2 separate regions of the Zea mays genome follow, and region 2 is linked to region 1. The links are chromatin contacts, called in public Hi-C maps. All regions are on one chromosome and are shown on one strand. Each heading gives the region's core, a stretch centred on a gene start, on an enhancer-like site or on the middle of the called end of the contact. The rest is flanking DNA. Distances are from core to core; before and after follow the strand shown. Region 1 holds the start of LOC100192654. Region 2 holds the start of LOC100285758.

What was found. A called contact is a pair of places that touch in the nucleus more often than the background predicts.
Region 2: a contact with region 1 is called in a Hi-C map of tassel, with 2.8 times the contacts expected there. The contact joins the promoter of LOC100285758 here to the promoter of LOC100192654 in region 1. A contact is called at or near these places in 2 of 25 Hi-C or Micro-C datasets (ear and tassel).

The regions. Positions count from the first base shown.
Region 1 is chr3:163,926,387-163,932,752 of Zm-B73-REFERENCE-NAM-5.0, reverse strand. LOC100192654 reads left to right here and starts at 3,016. Exons shown (of 7, transcript NM_001137866.2): 1 at 3,016-3,424; 2 at 3,886-4,081; 3 at 4,195-4,422; 4 at 4,712-4,943; 5 at 5,107-5,214; 6 at 5,301-5,573; 7 at 5,809-6,261. The coding sequence starts at 3,265. The coding sequence ends at 6,093.
Region 2 is chr3:164,139,232-164,145,597 of Zm-B73-REFERENCE-NAM-5.0, reverse strand. LOC100285758 reads right to left here and starts at 2,985. Exons shown (of 6, transcript NM_001158648.2): 1 at 2,866-2,985; 2 at 2,688-2,737; 3 at 1,579-1,641; 4 at 1,161-1,251; 5 at 868-972; 6 at 396-661. The coding sequence starts at 2,932. The coding sequence ends at 570.

The DNA.
Region 1 (6,366 bases), core at 1,767-4,266:
AATCAAGGAGGGAGGTGGGTTTCATGGTTATATGTGAATGTTGGCGTAATCTATAGCATCTAGCTTTGCATTAAATAATTATCATATCTTATGCTTGCAGATTCAAAGTTGCATTCCCTTGCAACAATCTATACTTTGCTTGGAATTCCAGTCATATTTGAGACAGTACATACTACTCAATTGTGCAATGAGGTGGTATGACACATCATTTATGTACTTATTATGGATAGATTTTGTGTCGTAGTTCATTTTATATGTGACACATCATTTATATGTGTCATCACAACGCACGAGCATTACACTACTTTGGTTGTATATTCTAGTAAACACATCTTGTTCCTGGGTTAGTTGTAAATTAGCAACATTTGGAAACATAATAAAGTAGCCACATGTCTCCAAACACAATATTCGAACTCAAGGTTGACATGTGCCCTTGTATTCAGGTTGTGATGATTGATTGTCAATGAGTAGTGTCTTGGGTTGAGTCGTGTGGACTAATCGTGGCGTGAGTGTGTTGTGCAACCATGTTTATTGATTTGTGGTGCACAGTCTAGGGGCATGTTTGGTGTGGCCGCGCCTAACCCGCGGCGGCCAAATCGGCCGCCACACCTGCGGCTTGAAAAGTGTGGCGCGGTGTGGCGACGGCTTAGGCGCCACACCAAATATGCCCTAGAGACGGTGGTCTACGACAAAGGTGAAGATCATGTGGGCTCGTGCTGATGGACCGGGAGCGGTGAAGGACGAGTGATGGGTCGTGACTGAGGGACTGGAGAAGCTGAGCGACTAGACGTAGTGGCTGACACCTGGAGGTGCTGACAGACACGAGGACATAGAGGAGTGGATTGTGCCGCCGACGCGGTCATGGACTGGCGGGACATGTGTACAAGATGTGGGGATGCGCACGAGGTGCGATACCCACGGTGGTTTCGATGGTTGAGCCTCAAAACCACCCTATGGTGCAGTTCGCTGGTTTTGGCTGGATTTGGGCCTCAAAACCCGAAGTGCGGTTCCAACGAGAATCAGAGGCGACACGTAGCGTTATCGCGAAGGGTGCGTCGTGGCAAAGCAAGTAACTTTGTGAAGAGCGTGTGGCCGTCAGATCATTTTTCCTAGGAGTTAGTACATTTCACCCCTGACTAAGTGGATAACCTCCATGTATCTACATGTAGTTTAGGAAAATAGAATAGCCCTTTATAAATAGGAGATGGGGTCTGTTTGTTGCAGCTATCTCTCGAGCTTTTATTTTATTTGGCTTTCTTATTGTAGTCGCTATCTAGCTTTCTATTCTCTAGTTTGTAATAGCCCTAATCCGGAGATCCACATATGTTTTGAACTCCTATATCTATGCTATTGAGATTTGGTGTAATCAATCGACACTGGATTGAACTGTATTGAGCTAAGGAGTTTTAGATGTCCCTCGAAGTTAGATTGAGTTTGGGATCAAGTCACGTGTGTTCTTATCACATATCCCCAATGGTTATCTCACCGTTACTTAACAATAAAAGTGCTAATAAAAAGCATGAGCTTTATGACATTTGGATCTATCGGCTCTCTTCGATGTTTGTGGAAATTCCGTAATGTTTCGTGCTCTCGGGTGACTATCTGGACAGGGGAGAGAAGTATGGTGCAGTGGATCATCAAGATGCTGGAAAGGTCGACCCCCATGTTGAGTCAGAACATAGAAGCCAAGGTGGACTTTTTTTTTTTCTGTTGCGCAATTCTTGCAGAATCCAGCCTTTCAACAATTTTCATGCAATCCAATGATTCCAGTATTCCACACCGCTGCCTGCCTGCCTGTGCCTACGTACTCCGTGGCAAGCTAATAAGATAATGGCAAGCTAAAGCACGCACGTCTCCGATGCGCTGCTTGCATGGCTAATAAAATATACTCCAGCAGAGCAATAATGGGAGCCCGTTGAGATCCTGGTCAGCTAAGCAATATGGGAAGATAATGCCTGTGGGCGCGAGGCGAGACTCAGCTGCACCACTATTTTAGTCCTACCTGCCATAGTGCCATGCATATCCCTCTGTCAGCGGCAGCGATGCAAATACCTCTTGATTGGTTGCCGGCAGCCATAGGGCCTTGCTCACGCGGGCCTGCACCAGTGGAAACGGGCGCGAGTTATTTCCCAGCCCATGCAGGCCAAGGAGCGTAAAATAGATTTGTTTGCACCCTCACATACAGGCCCGGGCGCAGCCGTGCAGCCAACCAATCAGAAATGCAGGCGCAGTCAACGCTTGTGAGGAGCCTGAGCGTTGGGAGCTGGGAAACCAATCACACGGTATATAGTGTCCATGGGGGATCGAGCCAGCTAGCCGCTCGGATGTGCCGCCGCCGGCGTCCTGCGTGCGTTGCGTGCAGGCAACTTTTTACTCCTGTGATGAATCCGGATCCTGCTCGATCCGGTGTCATCGGATCTCATCCCATGTCTGTCTCTCTTCGATAGTCCGATCCAGGATCAGCTCGCTGCGTGCGTCGATAAAGCAACCACCGCAACTTCACAGCGGCACCAACAGTCACGAGTCAGAGAGCAAGCATCCAAGTGCAGCAGATGGCGTCGGTTTTTATTTTGACGCTGCCGAAACCTATGCCAGGACAGGACAGTGGAAAGGCGGAGGTGATGACGACGCCGTCGACGCGAGGGATTGTGTACTTGTGTTATGCCAGCACATCGCGCACGGCGTCCCGTCGCGCGGCGTGTCGTTCCCGCCGGCTTCGCTCTCCGTTCCGTTTCCCGTGCGTGCGTCGTCCTCCCTGGTTCTCCCGAGGCGGGGCCACGCCCACGCTGACGCTGGCTGGATCCCACCCGCCCGCATTATCGTCCAGATACCACGACACCTCGCTCCCGCCACGCCGTGGGGCCCATGTTCACGCCCACCTCCCCTGTCCGCATGCTCCGCCTCCTCCGCACGAATCGCGGCGCGCAATCGACAAACTTCATGCCTCCACGTCTCAGCCGGGAACGCTATAATTAGGCCTGCCACCGCCTGCTCGCCTCGCAGAAGCCGCAGCCACGCCCCCACACCAAGCCGTATCGTCTTCTCCCTCTTGTCCGGTTCGGGTGGTCCGCGGTCGGGGTGAGTGAGTGAGCAGCTTTGCTTCTCCATCTCCCCGTTCCCTTCCCTCCCCAGCCCCCCGGCCCGGCGGCGGTACGTGACCCTGACGCCGCAGCGCTAGCTAGCTCGCCGGAACGGCAGGTGGCGGCGCGCGACCTGAGAGCACAGCAGCACCGGACCGGCTCAGGCAGGCGACCGGCAGAAAAGATGGCGGGAGCAGCAGCTGTGGAGACGGCGGCGGCGGCGGCAGCGGCCAACGGAAAAGCGTGCTGCCACGCCGCCAAGGGGCCCGGGTACGCCACGCCGCTGGAGGCCATGGAGAAGGGCCCCAGGGAGAAGCTCGTCTACGTCACCTGCGTCTACAACGGTGCGTGCTTCCTCTGCCTCACCATGCCTGTAGGACTGTAGCCAGGAGGATCCTGCTGCGGACATATGGGGACGTGCGCGTAGATCTTGGATGATTAGTCAGGAGCTCATCAGCGAGCAATTCAATTCGTAACGTTTATTTAGTACAGGATAGGTGGGGTGAAATTGGAAAGCGACCCTTTTATATAATTTAGCCGAGGCTGCACCGGACAAGAATTGTTCCCGCATGGATCCCCAATGGTTTTGGAACTCGATTAAATAGGCCTTTCTCCATGTCGTTTACAGATGAGATGATACTTTCTGTTTCCATAGTTTAAGACTTTACAGGGGTTCACATGGTTTCTACTTTCTACTCCGGGGAACGCCTGCACACAAACCATGTGAACACTGCAGAGATTAGATGTTCGCCTTGTTGTGAATTTTGTATTCATGGGTGCAGTGGGCTACACATGAATTATGCAGGCACTGGAATTAACAAGCCGGATTACCTTGCGACGGTGGATTTGGATCCCAGCTCTCCTACATACTCCCAGGTGATCCACAGGCTCCCGGTCACCCACATCGGCGACGAGCTGCATCACTCTGGCTGGAACTCCTGCAGCTCCTGCCACGGTGACCCATCGGCCAAGCGCCGCTTCCTGATCCTGCCTTCCTTGCTGTGAGTACTGCATCAAATAAATTGAGATGATCAGATGAATATATCAGCTGTCTTACTCGACTGCTGAACTCAGGACTGAGAATCTGTGGTGCCGCTTCAATGGCTATTTGCAGGTCAGGCCGTGTGTATGTCGTCGACACAGCGACAGACCCAAGGGCGCCATCCTTGCATAAGGTGGTTGAGTCTGAGGACATTGCTGAGAATACTGGGCTTGGGTTCCCTCACACGTCTCATTGCCTTGCGTCTGGCGACATTATGATTTCTTGCCTTGGGGACAAGGAGGGGAATGCAGCTGGCAATGGCTTCCTGCTGTTGGATTCAGAGTTTAATGTCAAAGGACGGTAAGTTCTTAACGTTTAGGCCCATCGCTGTTGAAGTGTAACATGTTACTATGCCCAATTACAGAGCATAGCCTGTTATTGTTGAATCACATCATGCTGTTATACACTTTGCCATGTCACAGTAACATAAGAGCACACGATCCAGACTTGTATGATGGGTGTGATTCATGTAATGTGCTCTAAATTAACTGCAGATGTATGGTAAAATTGCTTGACATGTGAAAAACAGACAGATTCATTATGATGATCTCAGTGTCTTTATTACTTATTAAGTTTCTGCTACATGCAGTTGGGAAAAGCCAGGTCACAGTCCCTTGTTTGGATATGACTTCTGGTACCAGCCTCGCCACAAGACGATGATCAGTTCGTCATGGGGAGCCCCTGCAGCGTTCAGGACAGGTTTCGATCTTCAACATGTCCAGGATGGCCTGTATGGAAGGCACCTGCATGTGTACGACTGGCCTGGCGGTGAGCTCAAGCAGACACTTGATCTAGGTGACACTGGACTCCTTCCCCTTGAGGTAATATAATATTAAATAAGTTGAAGCTGCTGCAAGAATAATTTGGCATCGGTCTATATATTTTTACCTTTGAGCTATCATGGTTTCTTTGTAAATGCTACCGGAATATATGGTGCTTCCACCTGTTGTGACATGTTTCTCTGTTTGTTTGTTTCCCCTGCAGGTGAGGTTTTTACATGATCCATCAAAGGACACTGGCTATGTTGGCTGTGCTTTAACAAGCAACATGGTGAGATTTTTCAAGACCGCGGATGGATCGTGGAGCCATGAGGTTTGTTCATGCTACATGATAAGTTCTTTCCCACTTAATGGGCTTGATTTTCCAACTTGCTTACATTCCTATTGCTGTGCTTGCAGGTTGCTATCTCTGTGAAACCACTGAAGGTCCGCAACTGGATTCTGCCGGAAATGCCAGGATTGATAACTGATTTCGTCATCTCTCTTGATGACCGTTATCTCTACTTTGTAAATTGGCTTCATGGCGATATTAGGCAGTACAACATTGAGGATCCCGCAAAGCCTTTCTTGGCTGGACAAGTATGGGTTGGTGGTCTTCTTCAGAAGGGCAGTGATGTCGTCTATGTTACTGATGATGGTCAGGAACAGCAGTACAATGTGCCTCAAGTCAAGGTAATCTCCCCTCTTAAAACCTTCTAAAATACAAGATTTTCATAATTATTACGGTTTGGGTTTTAGTGGTGGTTACGGTTTGTTCATTGTGAAGTTACTACAATCCATTTCTACAAACCTTTTTTTTTTGCATTGCTAAGCTAGACTACTGGCACACTTGAATCCTAACGAAACAATATGGAAATACAATGGAATTTTGATTACTCTGACTCACTGCATGTTTCTTTATAATCAGGGTCATCGACTTAGAGGTGGGCCACAGATGATTCAGCTGAGCTTGGATGGCAAGAGGATATACGTGACAAACTCACTTTTCAGCCGATGGGATGAGCAGTTTTTCGGTGATGATCTTGTCAAGAAGGGCTCCCACATGTTGCAGATCGATGTCGACACCGAGAAAGGAGGCCTGGCTGTCAACCCCAACTTCTTCGTCGATTTTGGCACCGAGCCTGATGGTCCTGCCCTGGCCCACGAGATGAGATATCCTGGTGGGGACTGCACCTCTGATATATGGATCTGAGGTCAAGGATTCGGCGTAATTAACAGGCTGCTGGAGAATCCCTGTTGTTGTATGCACTGTAATTAACATGGTATCCGTGCGGTGTTCTGTCTTGTACTGCGACTGTTGCCAGTGGAATAAGGCATGGTTTCATGAGAACTCTAGATTAATAAAAGAAGTCCTGATTCTAAATTTTCTGATTGTCACTGCTCTGGTTTCTTTATGTTATGTGTCGTGAGGTTTCTGGTTTCTTTCTGTCAGAGGAGTATCTTTTATCACTCGGTACGATTTGAC
Region 2 (6,366 bases), core at 1,736-4,235, 210 kb before region 1:
CACGCCTTTTACTTCCTGCAGCGGACGCAGCAACTTATATTCCTTTGCGCCGAAGACAAACCGCATGAGATCCCAACACAAGCTGCTCGACCTCTGCGCCGCACAGCCAGTCGTCACCACGGGTTCTGTGAATCTGAGAACTTTGAGCCAGTTCACGTCTCAGCTCAGCAGCTTGTGATAATGTTTCTGGCAGAAGGCAGAGCTAGTACACATTCTTCTGCGCACGGCAAACAGCAGAAGGCAGAGCTACAGACATCAGGGAAAAGCAAAGGCTGGCTGGCAACGCCCACTACATTTTGATTTTTCTCTCTCTCTCCAAGCCATGGATCGATGTAACGACAGTTTAAACGGGCTGCAATGTTGAAGACCATGGTAGCTTTATAGACAAATTCGAGTTTTCATAAGATGGAAAGGAAACTGTTCGACCATCGGGCAAAACCTGACTTGTTTCTGTGACATCTCTATAGCATAAACTGCTATGTGGAGGAAACAGCAACCCTTTCACCTAATGAACTATGCGACGCTGCTACTATTCCCCCCCGAGCTTTGAAACTCTCCAATGCATTGTATCAGAGCTCACTGTCACTCTCTGCCTTTGCACCGCCGGATGTCTTCCCGTTGACGGCGATAAGCTCCGTGTCGAAGATCAGAGTTGCTCCACCTATTTATTGAGCACGTACATAACTTCCTGTTAGCTTTATCAAAAAAAAAATCCCTAGGAGCACACGGCTTTAAAGTCCATGGAAGAGACTGTGAATTGCGGCTTCAGGGATGAGGTAAAATGGCTACGCTAAAGAAGAGAGAATCTACAGGATTCATTTCGTCACATGGAAACCAGCATGCAAGCAGACAAATCATCAGCCATACCTGGAATCTTTGGTGGGGAGCCTCGCTCACCATAACCCATCTTTGCAGGTATCTTTAGCTTCCTCTTTTCACCCACGCACATACCGAGCAATCCTTGGTCCCAACCTACAGATGGAAACGACAGAGTCAGTTGGCGGATTTAAGGTTGCGTGTCATATAAATGGCATATGCCATTTCATCCATTTTTTTTTGGGTGACGTATGCTTATATTATATCCCAGTACAGTTTAGTATGGACACTGGACCACAGATAAACATGGAAACTTTATTGTGGCTATAGGAAAGGACAGTAACCTTTTATCACTTGGCCATTTCCAAGAGTGAATTCAAACGGGTCACCTCTGTCATAGCTAGAATCGAAAACTGATCCATCAGTGAGTGTCCCCTGCAGCATATCAAGCCTTTCAGCTAAATAACAAAGAGAGTTAAAAAGAGGAAAGAGACACTGCAGGTAAAGTATCGACGAGGAGTGCTTTTTAATCGAACATGAAAAAGGCAAAACCATATATGAGACAAGATATTATGAATCTATAAAGATCATACTCCCAAGCAAATAGCACAGTTCTTTTGCGTGACTATATTAACTGTGTGAGTTAAGGCATATCTATAGCACCCATGAGCAAATCCCTTACAGGGCTACATCACTGAACAAAAAAAAAGTCAATGTGGAAAATAGAGCAAGGCTAAAAAAGCATACAGATCAGGTACTTACACGATAGTGAACCTTAATTTTGTCTCCTTTGTGTGCTTGCAGCGTACATGACTCAGGCTTGTACTGAAAGGAAGACAAGCAAGAGAAAAATCAATGCCACACAGAACAAAAGGATACCTCCTTTCAAAATGTAATAACAAGAAAACCACAGCCTGTTCTCATTGTTTCATTGTACGGTAATTGTGTAACAATAAGCAGAAGCTGATGACATGCAGTTCTCCACTATCACAATCCCTAACTAACACGTTGGATTGTAACCAAATATTATATTTCTCACTATCATGATCCAATGATTCTTAGTTTTCTGTTTGAACTTTGAACTTTGAGGCATTGTTTGGGTACTCTAGTATTCACCCCTAATTTACACCCTAATCCACCTCAACAAATGTGGATTGGGGTGAATACTAGAGTACCCAAACAAGGCCTGAAGGGGAAGCGATAACCCATAACAGAGGGTATATATATCCTTTGGAGAAGGCCCTAAACAGACAACTTCAGCAGCATTACAATGGTTATCCCTTAAGAGGACCAACTGTGACCGGAGGCCATCAACCATCACCCAGCGTGGTCTAGAATCTTGATATAAGGTACTAGTCCGATAAAGTTCTTTTCCAGAGGTAGCAATATGCAGGGAGACCATCTTTAACACAGGCTAGCCGAGGAAATTTTAGATTAGACCTCTTCTAGATTGACTGTTTGAGCATCGACTACATGAATTTGACTAGCAGAACAGTACCACAATCGTTTCCTGTATTCATCTTTGAGTGACACATATAAAATTCAAGTGAAACTCATTCGATGACTCAAGAATGTTGCGTTAAAGGGGAAGAAAAGGCTACAGATTTTGCAGTCGCAGATCCGTGTGTAGCTCGATATACTAGAATCATCGAAGCCGACCCCTTTCTGAGTTTGAACTCTGCCATCCTTTACTAAGAGATTTCAACTGACGCCCACGAAATGGGAGTCTACAGACTTTTTCGAAGGCACTAATTCACAAAATATTTTTTGCTAAATGAAGAAACCGGCGAATCCAAGATCCGCCAGAATCCGCGAAGACAGCAAACAATTAAACTGGCGAGGAGAGTTGACCGCGGTTACGGAGCACAGACCTTGACGCCGATCTGAAGCTCGGTGACGTCGCCGGACTTCTTGGCCGACGCTGCATACAAATCACAAGCAATGGTTTCAAAAGGAGAGCACGTCAAGGCAAACGGGAAGGAGCAAGGCTGTGAGGGGCGGACGGCTCTGACAAGGCGATCGAGTTTAGAGGTAAAGACCCTGCGTCACCTGTCAGGAGGATGGCCGCGGCGGCGACGGCGGCCACGAGGCAGATCAGCTGCCGCATCTTCCCCATCGCGCTCTCTCCTGCTCGACACAGTCGCTCGCTGGAACCTTCGAGACTTCGACTTCACCAGTGCCGTCCAACAGACGACCGTACGTATTTTGGGTTGGAACCGCTTCTCTGTGGGCTCCTGGCCCTGCCGCATTGTAAGGCCCATTTTTGATAGGGTTGGAGACGTCCACTTTCTTGCTGGGCTGCAAACTTCTCCATGGCCTGAGACTGAGAGGCTGCGACATTGTGAAGGAATGGATACGATTGTTTAGCACGAGTAGGTACGCGGGCGGGATCAACGTATATTTAGTTTAGGAGAGTCGGGTCATGTATCTATTCTATTATTATTTTTGGTAGAATCGCCACATTCTTCATACCTATAATAATTAGGGTTAATTATGATTATGTCTTTCTCTTATCTTACAATTATGATTTTATCCATCATTTTCCAACTTTGTGATTCTACCCCTGTGTTTTGAAAACGAAGTTGTCATTTACCCTAACACTATTAGTGAATATCAGAATGAGTGATTAAAAAATAAAAGGTTAAAATCATGATTACATAATCACAATTAATCCTGAAAATTTTAATATTTTTTTAGGATTAATTGTGATTATACATTTCTGTCACCTTGCAATTGTGATTGGTGGTAGCTGCGCGGAGGATGAAGCAGCCCCGTCGCTTAGGAGGGCTAAAATGGGCGACCGCACAGGGCCCCTATTTTTTGGAGGCCTCCATTTCACGTATATGTATTGTATACTAGCAGCTCAGTCAGCCCATATCCCATCCGATTCTAACTAGTCTAGCCTCTCTCGGTTGGTGGCTTCCATAGGAAGGCAAAGAAACACGCGGCCGCGTACCTGCCCCTTTGGCTTCCATCGCAAAACATCCCTGTCGCCCTGCCATCACCAGCGGCAGCGCCGACATCGCCGTTGAAGAGAATCACCGGCAGCAACGTGTACAGGCTACAGCATCATCACCCTGTCTCCCGCGTGAAGCCAAGTCCAAGTTGCTTTGCTCTGAATTAACTAGCAAGCACGCCAGGCAAGTTCTTTCAACTTTTTTAATCGGCTCTATGCTCTCAGCCTTCAACATGATATATTTGATCCAATCTACACAAGAATCATTTAGGGTAACTATATTGCTTAGATGAGACCCCTGAAGATACTTTTATTGCTTCACAATCTGCACAAGAATCATTTAGGGTAACTTATTTTCTTGCTATTGTTGATCAAGCGATCACGTCACTGACTAGAAGATTTGGGGGCTGTTTGGACAGGCACCTACGGCGCCGCACCACGCCTAAGGTGTGGCGGCCGATTCGGGCGCCACACCCGCGGCGTTTGAAGTGTGACGCGGTGTGGCGGCCGATTCGGGCGCCACACCCGCGGCGTTCGAAGTGTGACGCGGTGTGGCGCCCGGGGCAGGCTTCCAAACAGGCCTTTGAACAATACCAGGGGTATGAAAAGACTTTTGGTTTCTTGTTTACTTCATATAAGTTGCGCTCTTTGGATGATAAGAGATTATTTTCTTGTTCTATGAATCTTGAGGCTACACTCAAAAGTGGAGAACATTCAGATATTGAAGGAAAAGAATTGTTTGTGGAGTTAAAACTCATCCGAGATTTAATTAAGGAATCTATGGGCCCTCTTGACATTTTGAAGCATGTGAAACATTTAGGGTGTTTTCCAATATTGTTATTGCATACCGAATTTTGTTAACAGTTCCTGTAACCGTTGCATCTGCGGAAAGAGTTTTTCTAAACTCAAGTTGGTCAAAACCTATTTGCATTCTACCATGACACAAGAAATACTAGAAATTGAAAGTGATCTGTTGGAGCAGATTAAGTACGAAGATCTAATCGAAGATTTTACCTCAAGAAATACTAGAAGGATTTTTGAAAGGGAAATGTGCCCTTGGGCAATTTCTATTATGTTTTGGTGATTAAGTACACAAACACATTTAATTAGGTTCTTATGTGCTAAATGAAGAGAGAAGTGCAAATCATATTACAAGGTACGTTTCTAGACTTAGTACATTGTTTCGAGTACTAACATATTTTGTCTAAGTACTAGAAACAGGAAGAAAAGAAACCAAAAAGACTTGGCTCGGTGCAGCCAAAACTTAGCTCAGTCTGGCACACCAGACTGTCCGATGGTGTAGGCTGGTCTCCGGTGAACAGGCCGCTCTCGAGAAAAGTTTGGCGGCGTACGACTATAATTTACCGGACTGTCCGGTGAGCCAATGGTCACCAGCGCAACGGTCGGCCGCGCAATTCGCGCGCGACGCGTGGCCCGCGCCAACGGTCGGCAGGGGGCACCGGACTGTCCGGTGCGCCAACCAGCCCGGAGCTGCAACGGTCGTCTGCACCAGAAAAGGAAGGAGATCGGCACCGGACCGTTTATAGTGACTGTCCGGTGCGCCACTCGACAGAAGACAAGGATAACCTTCCTTGTTGATCTTCAACGGCTCCTAGCTGCCTTGGGGCTATAAAAGGGACCCCTAGGCGCATGGAGGAGCTACCTAAGCATTCACTAAGCATCCTAAGACTCCAAGATTCCAACTTCACGCATTTGATTCTTTGTGTTTGCATTTTGAGCTCCATTTGAGTTGTGAACTCCGTGTGTTGCATTTCAAGCTCAAGTCGTGACTTGTGTGTGTGGTTGTGCTGCGTATTTTAGTCTTGTGTGTGTTGCTCTTCCCAACCTTACTCTTGTGCGTTCTTTGTGATCAATCTTGTAAGGGCGAGAGGCTCCAACTTGTGGAGATTCCTCGCAAATGGGAAGAAGACTATAAGCAAGAAAGTCGTGGTATTCAAGTTGATCATTGGAACACTTGAAAGGGGTTGAGTGCAACCCTCGTCCATTGGGACGCCACAACATGGAAGTAGGCAAGTGTTACTTGGCTGAACCACGGGATAAAATCGCATGTCTCTTGTGTTGCTCCTCTCTATGATTATTTGTGTTTGTAAGAGCTCGTTTCAAACTACTTAGCCATACTAACACTTATAACTAAGTTTTGTGGCTATTAGTATTTGATTTTTACAGGATCACCTATTCACCCCCCTCTAGGTGCTCTCAATTGGTATCGGAGCCGTTCTCTTCACGTAAGGGACTAATCGCCCGAAGAGATGGATCCTAAGGGAAAGGGGATGGTGGTCAATGACAAGGAGAAGGAGTCCTTCCTCAATGAGCCTAGAGACGACAAGCCTACAACTCAGACTCAAGTCACAAGAAGAGGATTGGGAAGAAGAGGCGCATCAAGAAAATCGTCTACTACGACAGCGATGCCTCTTCATCTTCACCAAGAGACGACGACTCATCATCGAAAAAGAAAACAGCTAATCAAAATTATTCATTTGATTATTCCTGTATTCCATTCAATTCTAATGCTCATTTACTATCAATTCCACTTGGGAAACCTCCGCACTTTGATGGAGAAGACTACTCATTTT